Regions from separate parts of the Hordeum vulgare genome. Here region 2 is linked to region 1. A link is a contact called in public Hi-C data. All regions are on one chromosome and are shown on one strand. The core of a region is the stretch at or near the end of the contact, and the rest is flanking DNA. Distances in the headings are between cores, read along the strand shown. Region 1 holds the start of LOC123445529 (PH, RCC1 and FYVE domains-containing protein 1-like). Region 2 has its middle 10 kb from the start of LOC123440943.

Region 1 (5,305 bases), core at 1,769-4,268:
AATGGTTTCGGTACAAGACAATCAATTTTTGCACCTGAGGAACTTCCAATTTTAGAGCTACCACCGCCAAGAATTCCTTCCCCGGTCCCTTCTCCCCATATTAAAACATCACCTAAAGCATCACCGTCATCATAACCAGAACCATGACTTGAAGAGCTAACAGCACTTGAATAACTGATCCGGAAAGCATCCATTGGGATGCCTCCCGAGTGCCCATTTGTGTTATCTGATTGTCCAGAAGACATAGAGTGGACTGATGCTGCATTAGAATCTGATGGGAGGAAGCTCCTGGGGGGAGCTGCATATAACACAACATCAGAAAAGGCCTTCTCCAAGCCATTCTTTGGTGGACTCCCATATGGACTACGGAGCCGGTAGTTTTCATTGAAATCCTGTTGTACAGCATCTATCAGAACTCATCTTCATGATGTAATGGTATTATCAACATGATGAAAAAGAAGTATCATCTCATAGAATTTTGGGGGAAAATATCATTCAAATTCACATACATGGATAGTAAATACTACCTTGTGGAGACTGTCACTGCTGCTGAAAGGAGAACTTAACGGAGAGCTCTGTCGCGTGTAAATCCTTGGACTAGTTGCAGCAGACGAAATGGTATCACTTCTTGAGCCGGTTCTCCATTTTCTTTGATGACTTCGTGAAATCAATGTTTTCAGCCCAGCAAACCACACTTCTGCCTCATCCTTGTCTTTACATATCTGACAGCAGTGAGTCAATTATATTACCATGTAAGCATGACACTTGTATAAGCACAAAAGGAAGAGAACAGGCAGAAATAAACGTGGAATGTGGCCGGCAAACTTACAATGTCCAGTGACCTGTCATGCGAAATTAGAGAAAAGGACTGACATTCCTTCTCAGGTCGTGGGTATCTCTGAAATATTGCCTAGATTCCAGAAATGAAAGAATGGAGATCCAGTTAGTAAGATTGCACAGCAACTTCAACACAAGGGGGATACTTAACGACCAAGATCGAGTATCCCACCACAAAGATTAAACAATCGTACCATGACAAGGAATTCATGCAAATGCTAAGTAACTTCCAGGCCACAAAGATTAAACAATCGTACCATGAAAGTTTTAAATTCATGCCAAAAAATCTCTATTGAGCCAAATCATGCAAATGCAGCACTAATCAAACTTATTCAAATGCAAAACTGAGTACTGCCAGGCCTCAAAAGTTTGATAAAGCAGAAATCTAACTCATACAAGCTGACACCTAACTCGTCTAGCTGTAGAATATCCAGAGTAGCAAATCAGTTTACCACAGAGCAAGCAAAAGACGATGCAAGTGTTTGTCCCCACTCCCCAGTAATGACTGCATTCATTAAACAAAAGTTTCTCTACAAGGTGTGTGAATTGTGTATCAGACTAAAAACCACATACATATGCATCACAGAGAGTTGGTAAGCACACACAAACAGCAAGTCAGGTCAAGAAGTTCATCATATTGACAAACACTGATAGGATCCCCTTCTAGAAATTTCACTTTTAGGATAATTAACTTACAGTCCGTTGGCCAGGCATTATCCGGGACACATGGCTCAACCTTAGATGCTTCTCCTCTTTCCCTGAAAACCATATCAATACAGACTCGTCCTGCAGAAACCAAGAACACTCCTTACATGTGAGACAATCAGGAAGAACTTCAGAAATACGAAGTTACCGAGCGGAAATAATCTCACATTGGATAGCCGAAATGGACAAAATTTTGGCTTCCCTCTACGCCCATATTTCAATAAGTAGGCTCCTTTCTTAAGAGCAGTGATAGCCTGCCAAAAGCCAGAATCAACCAAGAGAAAGATTGTATCAGACCTCGTCTGGCATTTCAATATATTAATTATATAAATATATAATAAACTGATCAGGAACATCAGACTTTCAGAAGCCAAATGGGAAAGCAAAATAGCATGGCATAACCATCAAATGTTTCAAAGTCATGGAAGTGTTTTTAGAAATGAATATGACCTTTGCAAATATTATAAAGGAATTCCCAATTCATATCTCATCAGTTACCAGAAGCAACAAAAGGGTATATATATGTCCCCTTGAATGTGTAACCCTGAGAAGCTGATGTCAAAAGCATATGGCCTTGAGTACAGACAGAGCTTAAACTGAAGGAATGAAACACGCAAGGCATAAGACGAGAAACTATCTGAGTATATGGAACGGCACACAGCACCCCAGTAACTGATTTGAGTTAACAGGTGTAACTGGTCGCTGGTTCTTCAGATTGACGTTTTCATGCACTAAGCAGCAATACTTGCTCTCCTGTCTTGACTTCATCATCTAAAAAGAAGCAGGGGAGCTGGATTTACAGAAGCAGAATGCATAGCAGCAACCTACACATCCGGAAACGCGTTGATGTATGTACCCAAGGCCAACGTGGCCGCTGAGTAAAACTACACCGACTGCTGCTCGTCGTCCCGATCTACCCTGCACTTACCCAGCGCGAGCTCAACTTCACACACAGCACACCGGAACTGAATCCCCTCCGGAAGTCACTCAACTTCACACACAGCACACCGGAACTGAATCCCCTCGGGAAGTCACTCAACTTCACACACACACACACACAAGAAAAAAAATGATATGAACTGAGTGTCCCGAATTCCCAGCGCGGATAGTGGCGCTAAACCAGAATCGGCACTCAGGGCTCCAATCCCGAACGGAGGACAGCCCCAGCAGGACAGGAGCGCCCGAGAACAGCACCCAGCCCCGAGAATTCCGCCCAGACGCGAGCGGCAGGTAAGCCGGCAAGCAGGAGACGAGGCCCCGCGCATGACGGGAACCCAAGCGGGAGCACACGCAGTCATCGGTTGCACCCACCCACCCAGCCCGCCCGCGAACAAGCAGAGACGGAAACAAGTGCGGAATTGAGCCATTGGAGGGATTAATTATCGTCCGCACCTGTTCGAGGTCGCGCTCGACGGGCGGCGGCCCCGCCCGTGCGCCGCCGAGATCCGACGACGCGTCCGACATGGCCGCGTCAGCCCCGGCCCATCGCGCGCGGCCCGCCCGGCGACCGGGCCTCTGCGGCTCCGCCGAACAAAGCGCCGCCGGTGGCCCGGGCCGCGAGGCGCGCGCCAATGGTGCCGGGCTCGCCGGCCGCCGCTCTCCGCGGGCTCCCGGGCGACGCGCGCCCGGGGGAGGGGAGGGGAGGGGAGGGAAGGGGAGGGGAGGCGGGGCGGATCGAGGCGCGGGGTGGGTTCGGGGGCAGAGATCGCGACCAGACGAGAAGAGGAACCGAGGAGCAGGGGAGAGAGAGAGAGAGAGAAAAGAATTTAAGCTTTTGTGTCTTGGATGAGTGGAGTATTGGCGATCTGGTTTTTGTTTTTGTTTTTGTTTTTGTTTGGGAATTGGGACTCGCTTTTGGCTGTTGGCTTTTTGGGTCGGGGCGGGCTGACTGCTGATGATTTGGTTGGGTCTGGGTCTGGGTCTGGGTCTGGGTCTGAGTCTGGTTGGTGCGTCGTCGGCTAGCTCGCACCGTGCGGTCCGGCGCAAGTGGTTGCTGCGCCGTGGAGCTATGCTGTCGCTCGACTCACACCTGCCTGTTGCTCTTTTCTCTCTAAAAGAGTATTGGAGCCGACTATAGTACGTTTCTAGTCCGTTTCTTTTTTCATGTCCTCCAACTAAACACAAACAAGGGCGGGCCCACGTTGGGCTAAGTCGGGCCCGGCCCAGTCAATTTCTACTTTTACTGTTATGAAACCCAGTATTTTACTCCCTCCGTTCCAAAATTCTTGTTTTAGATTTGTTTAAATATGAATGTATCTAGTCAAGTTTTAGTATTTAGATACATCCATTTCTAGACAAAGTTAAGGCAATAATTTTGGGACGGAGGGAGTACTAGTTAATCTTCCAGTAAGCCAAATATAAGTGTCCCAGTCACTTGGACCCCCCACTCGATTCTTGGGCTCGGTCAGCCCGTGAACACAAATATGATGTGGCATTAAGGTGGCCCATGGGCTCCGCTGGTGAATCATCTTCTATTCGTGGATGACGGCCTGCTGTTTTTCACGACGAGTATCAGTGGACTAGAAGAGGTATCAAACCTATTGGATACATATATTGCAGGGCCTCGGGAGAGAGAGTTAATAAGGATAAATCATCAATTTTCTTCAGTAAGGGGACCCTCGAGATAGTGCGGTCAGCAGTCAAGGGGTTCTTGGAGGTGCCTAATGAATCGTTGAGTGATAGGTATTTGGGATGACAGACAGATGCGGGGCACTCAAAGAAGGGCACTTTCAAATATCTGAGTGACCGTGTGTGTGATAAAGTCAAAGGATGGACGAGTAAATGCTTGTCAGCAGGTGGAAAGGAGGTTCTTATTAAGTCAGTTGCCCCGGCGATCCCGGTGTTTCCGATGTCTGGTTTCAAGCTACCGAGGAGTTTGTGTGATCATATCAAGTCCATCATACACAAATTATGGTGGGGTTGCAAACAGGGCGAGCGGAAGCCGGTGTGGGTCTCATGGGATGTTATGGTACGTCCAAAACAACTAAGAGGACTATGGTTCCGGGACCTAGAATTGTTCAACTTGGCTTTATTGGCAAGGCAAGCATGGAGAATCTTGCAGGAACCAGCGTCTCTTAGTGCGCGGATTTTAAAGCCATCATACTCTCCACACAAAACAATTCTTGAAGCAGAATTGGGGTCTCACCCCTCTCGGGTTTGTCGTTCGATCATTGAGGGGAGAGATGTGATGAAGCAAGGGCTTATTCGGATGATAGGGAATGGCCGAATAACGGATATTTGGAGTGATAATTGGATACCAAAGGAAACAACGACAAGGCCTATAGTATCACTTGTCCATGAACCTCCCGCTAAGGTCTCCAAGTTCCTCCTGCCAGCGGCTGCAATGTGGAATATAGAACTGGTACAGTCGGTGTTTCTTCCTGCTGATGCGGATGCAATCCTCAGAATACGAGTGTGCACACGAAATATGGTAGATTTTTGGGCATGGTACCCAGACAGCAAGGGACATTTTTCTGTTAGATCCGCCTATAATTTCCTGGTTAGAACAAAACTACAAAGAGAAGAGTGGTTGGAGGGCATGTTGGGGAACGTAGTAATAATTCCAAAAATTTCCTATGTGTCACCAAGATCAATCTAGGAGATTCTAGCAATGAGAGAGAGGGAGATCATCTTCATATCGTTGAAGATCGCTAAGCGGAAGTGTTGCAAAGAACGTGGTTGACGGATTCGTACTCGCGGCGATTCAAATCGTGGAAGATCCGATCCAAGCACCGAACGAACGGCGCATCCGCGTTCAACACAC
Region 2 (5,244 bases), core at 1,891-4,390, 68 kb after region 1:
AGTCATCTAAACATCCATGACTCATCGGATTTAAGGTTCTTTCCTCCATCAAATGAAACATGAAGTTCTACTTTTATTCAAGCAAATAAAGTAGATATTAAAGAAGATATGGTTAATGAATTTTAATCATTTATTTTAAGACTTGTTAAACATGTATTAAAAATGATTCTGAAGTATACTATAATGTATAATGGGTACAGAAAACTAGAAATATAAATATATATTTGAAAAATATCTTACTCATCTATGTGAAAAATATTAAAACTGCATAAAAATGGTTAAATGTGTACCATTTTTTTAATGTGTATGAAAACAATAGACACAAAAAAATATATTTTAAAATATGTACATAATGTATTTAAAAAATGGTAAACGTATTAAAAATTATTTTGACATATATGTAAAAGGTACAATGTGTATGCCAAAGAAAGAAACAAAGAAAGCATAGAGAAAAAAAAAGAAAACGAAAGAAAAGCAACTGCAAAAACAAAAAGAAATTAAAATAGTATACAATCAGCTACGAAACAAACTAACTGAAAAATAAGTTTATTTTGAAATAGAAAATGTGAACCGTGAATTAAAAACATACATCATGCATTAAAGAAGGTCAATGCATATAAAAATTCAAAATATAGAGTAAATGTTCAATAAGTATTAAAAAATGCTCACCAACCAAAAAATGTTTATAGTTTAGAAAACTAAAAATGTAAGAGCACATAAAAGAAAAACAAAAGAAAAGACCAAAACATATATTTTTAGGGGGAGACAAAAACATATATGTAAGCAAAAAAATTCTTTCATCCAACAAACGAACAAAGTGTATGACGAATTGGGCCAGCCCCCTATTTGATTCCTTCAATTTGCCAGTGTTGACATCCATGGCCGTCGGGCGCGGCTTTGTCTCTCTTGCGAGTCTCAAGTGCTGCTCTACATGGGTCGGCTCAACGCTTGCGAGTGCACATTGCTTTGTCTTCTTTTACCCCCTATATTATATCTTTCTTATAAAAAAACATAAATACTAAAATTGATTTCCTTTATTATGGAAATCAGCATAATGTCTTCCTTAAAATTTTAAATTGTTTAAGCACATTAGAAAATTATTAATGCGTTTTTATTTTTTTTGTTCGTGCAAATTTAAGAAAATGTTGATAGCATTCAAAAAGCTGTTTGTGAAAGCTAAATTTTGACATCTTTCAAGAAAGTATACGTGGCATATATAGAATTATTTATATAACATAGAAATATGTCTTCATAATAGAGAAGATAGTTCGTACCACCTAGAAAATGCATGTAAGATTATAAAAATGTTCACGCATTCCCAAATAATATATGGCATTTAATTGTTTAATGAAAATTAATTTGTTGTATAATTAAAAAAATTAGTTTCTTACATTCACAAAAAGCATTTATGATATTAAAAAATATATTCACGCATTCGACAAAAAAATTTCTTGTCATTTAGGAAAATTTAATATATTGTAAAAATATATTTTTGTAGTCTAAAAATGTGCAAGCAGTTTTCAAAATCTACACCATATATTTTCAAAATGTTAATAACTAGTTTGGAAAATGTTAACCAACGATTTAAAATATGTTATCCTAGCACTTACAATTGCTAAATGTATAGATAAGAAATGTTGATCATGTATTTATAAAAGTTAATATGTATAAAAGTCTTGAAATTTTAGAAAATGTAAAACATACTTTAAATTAAAGTGGACATGTAAACACATAAATTTAATGAAAGTTTACTATGTATCTAGAAAACTTAAACGTGTATATAAAAATGTTCTAGATGCATATTAAAATGGACGTTATATGTGAAAAAATGGTTACTGCCATAAAGGAAACTCACCATGTATGGAAAAATGTTGACAATATATTGAAAAGATGTTAATCTTGCATTTCAAAAGGATTGAATATGTATTAAAAATGCATTAGACATATATAAGTATACAATGTGTAAGGGGAAAATGAGATATTGTAACACTATAGATTTTCCAAAAAATCAAAAAATAAACAAAGAAAAGTGAACAAACCCAATATAAAAAAGAAAGAGAAACAACGAAAATAAAAATAAAATGAAATGAAAACCAATGAAAACTGATGCTAAAGATTGGAACAGAAAAAAATAAGGAAAAAAATGGAACAAGCGAAACCAAGAAATAAACAAATAAAAACGAGTAATAATGAAAAAGACAGTGAAAACCAAGATAGAAACTAAGGAAATGAAGTAAATAGGAAAAGAAGGAGCAAGGAAAACCGTGAAAGAAACCACAAAACGAGTGAAGAAACGTAGAAAATTAAAAGAAACCAAAAGGAATATCAACAGAAAAAAAGCAAACGAGAGAAAACAACCCAGACAACCAACGAAAAATGGGCGTGTCCGGTACTATAGCGCTCAGGACAAACTCTGGGCGATACGATAAGTAGGGAATTTCCTATTTGGCGCTGCAGGCACGAGTTAACATGCATTTTGTTAACTTGCACCTGCCGCGTTCTTCAATAGTCCGGTCCATCTAAATGCACGGTGACGAATTTTTCTTTGAAAATTCTATGACCTTTTTTAAATATCTATGAATTTTTCAAAATTTGGATGAACATTTTATAAAACTGATTTACTTTTAAAAAACGATGAACCTTTTCTAAAATACTTAAACTCATGAACTTTTTGAAATACGGATGAGATTTGAAAATGAATGATGTGTTTTCAAAATGGATGAACTTTTTAGGCATTTATGAACTTTGTTCTGTATAATGAAAGTTTTTTGTAAACATATCTGTAAATTTCTAACATCTTTTTTCAAAACTGAATGATATTTTTCAAAATTGGATGGACTTATTCTTCAATTTCAACAAATATTTTGAAATTAATGAACTTTTTTCAAAATTGATGAACCTATTTGAATGATCTAAACTTTTTTTAAATTGGATGAACATTTTTATTTAAATATGAAACCTATTTTAATTTCATAATTTTATTTTCGTAACAAGTAAAAAATCTGGCCAGTTTTTCCTTCGGATCGACAAAAATAAAAGAAAAGAAAAATTGAATAGCTTGCGAGCATGCTAGTGGGCCGGGCTATGCCAGTGACCCTGCAGGCGCCGGATCGTTAACCGGTGCCTGCAGCGCTGACTAGGAGCGCCTGATAGGTAGTCTCGCTGTAATCAAGATATAGTTATTGGGGTGTTTAACGGACGTGGAGTTTCGGCTTCCGAGCCCATTTGAGCTTGGGTGAACAGTAAACCCGAAAAATCATCAAAAAAAGCTTAAGTTTTTTTGAATTTTTTTGAGACCAATCTTGTCAAAAGTTCTATGTGCATGCAAAAATTTGACATGAAATAGCATTTATACAATGTGTGAAAAAATAAACAAAATGTATACTCTGAAAATGGGCATTTTCAGAGTATTGGTTTTGTTTATTTTGCCACGCCATGTAAAAATGTTAAATAATGCCAAATTTTTGCAATGCAAAAATTCGAAGGTTTTTCGTTTGTACTATTCACCCAAGCTCAAATGAGCTCGGGGAGCCAAAAGGCACTTTACGTGTTTAACCCCCTAAAGAGCAGCATAAATTGGATAGCACAGACCTGACCCATTTCCTAATATTTTTTCTCCAGTGTTTGAATAAAATATATTACTTTATATTCCTAAGTAAAAATATTACGAAAACCATGTATTTACATAATACATTGAGAAATCATTAATAGGTCAATAAAAAATATTATTTCAGTTCTTAGTTTGTTCATGTAGTTCAATTTTTTTTGTTAGTGTGTACTAAATAAATTTGATGGTACTAATTATGAATCACATGAGGTGTCGGTGGTTGCGTACAGAAATTAGAAGCAGTATGCCACACAATTTAAATAATGGCTAGCTGAGTCCGTCCTTTTTCTAGGTTTTTAGCCTCTCTCCTTTTGTCTCGCCTCAGTCCCTGCCTATACATACTTTGCTTTGCTTAATTTATAATTACTACCGTGGGGAGTTTCCCCATTGTTGTTGTTTATGTGTTTTTTAAATCACGTATGATTTTGGGTTATTCTGAAATAAGTTGTACAGATTAAAAAATATTTATATATTTTAAAATAGTGCGCATAGCTATAAAAATACATTCGCCATCTCAAATGAGATGTTTATGTATTTTAAAACATATGCCAATGATGTAATTGAAGAAAATGTTCATGATGATAAATGAAAGTGTTTTAGGAACATAAAAGAAGTACATGCATCTCTAGAAAAATAAACAGAAACACGCTTTAGGCGATGCCCCTTTCAGCTGGGAAAGCATGTGATAAATCTTATCAAAATTAAGTAAAACATGTGATAAGATGAATCGTAAGTACTTTGTATGTAGGACACCGTGTTTCAACTTTTTTCATCAGCGTTAAACAAGGTCTGTTCCCCAACGCCGATAGGTTAAAGAATCGTGTTTGGGCTTTAGTTGTGAAAACTAGATTTGGTTTATCTTTAGTTTTTGTATTCCTAGAGGCCAAGAATAATGGAATACAGTACAAATGTTTCGACTAAATATCCCCATCCTGTTGAGATCAGTTGGGCCGACATGGCGAAGCTCGATCGGGAGTATGTGGTGTTTTAATGCTGGCTATCCACAAGTCGATCGGTGATTGTCGTTCAGAGATTTGGCTTGAGCTATATATATGTTGTATCGAAACTCGTTTTGATCAGCAGGTCTCTTATTTCGTCCTTTTCAGCTATGGGCCCTCCACCCGTATAATACACGACGGTTCAGCAGTTAGATGGTTTATCTTGCACGGAGTCTCTCTTAGGCTTAGAGTGTGTGTCCACAATATCACTTGCCACCTACCAGGGCGGTAGGTTCATCACTTCATCTTGCTCTTCAATACTCTTAAGTCTTAACGTCATTGGATATATCTTTTTCTTGAAACCCGGTTTCTTAGGACCCAATTCATGAAAAAAGGTCGAATAGATTTGCCCTGTTAATTAACGCAAGTTCGGACAAAAAACCGTTACAACACGTCCACATGAAAGGACACCCATCGACCTGGCTACCCACAAACACACACCGGCAAGGAGAGGACACCGACGAAGTTGCCTACAATATCATCGTCATCACTTCTCCTCGAGCAAGCGACTCCGACTTCTTCAATATGGAGCCATGGAGTCTGTTGTTGAGGTACGAATGAGAGGGCTATAGACCCGTCATCTATTGAGCATAACCTAATGGGGTCCAGCTATGTCGTCAAAGTAGAAAGAACAACTTA

Evidence for each region. Hi-C and Micro-C count contacts between places; a contact is called where the count stands out from the background.
Region 2: a contact with region 1 is called in a Hi-C map of seedling, with 4 times the contacts expected there. The contact joins the enhancer-like site here to the promoter of LOC123445529 in region 1. A contact is called at or near these places in 3 of 6 Hi-C or Micro-C datasets (leaf and seedling).

The regions. Positions count from the first base shown.
Region 1 is chr3H:597,548,799-597,554,103 of MorexV3_pseudomolecules_assembly, forward strand. It overlaps LOC123445529 (PH, RCC1 and FYVE domains-containing protein 1-like), which reads right to left and starts at 3,019. Exons shown (of 9, transcript XM_045122519.1): 1 at 2,935-3,019; 2 at 1,710-1,796; 3 at 1,534-1,623; 4 at 830-910; 5 at 528-722; 6 at 1-392. The coding sequence starts at 3,006.
Region 2 is chr3H:597,616,256-597,621,499 of MorexV3_pseudomolecules_assembly, forward strand. No RefSeq gene overlaps it. Among protein-coding and RNA genes, the nearest start is that of LOC123440943, 10 kb to the right of the region's middle. Within about 2 kb of position 3,141, at least 3 of the 3 cell types and tissues checked have open chromatin away from gene starts, as enhancers often do. A contact at or near this core is called in leaf and seedling, where this site is marked.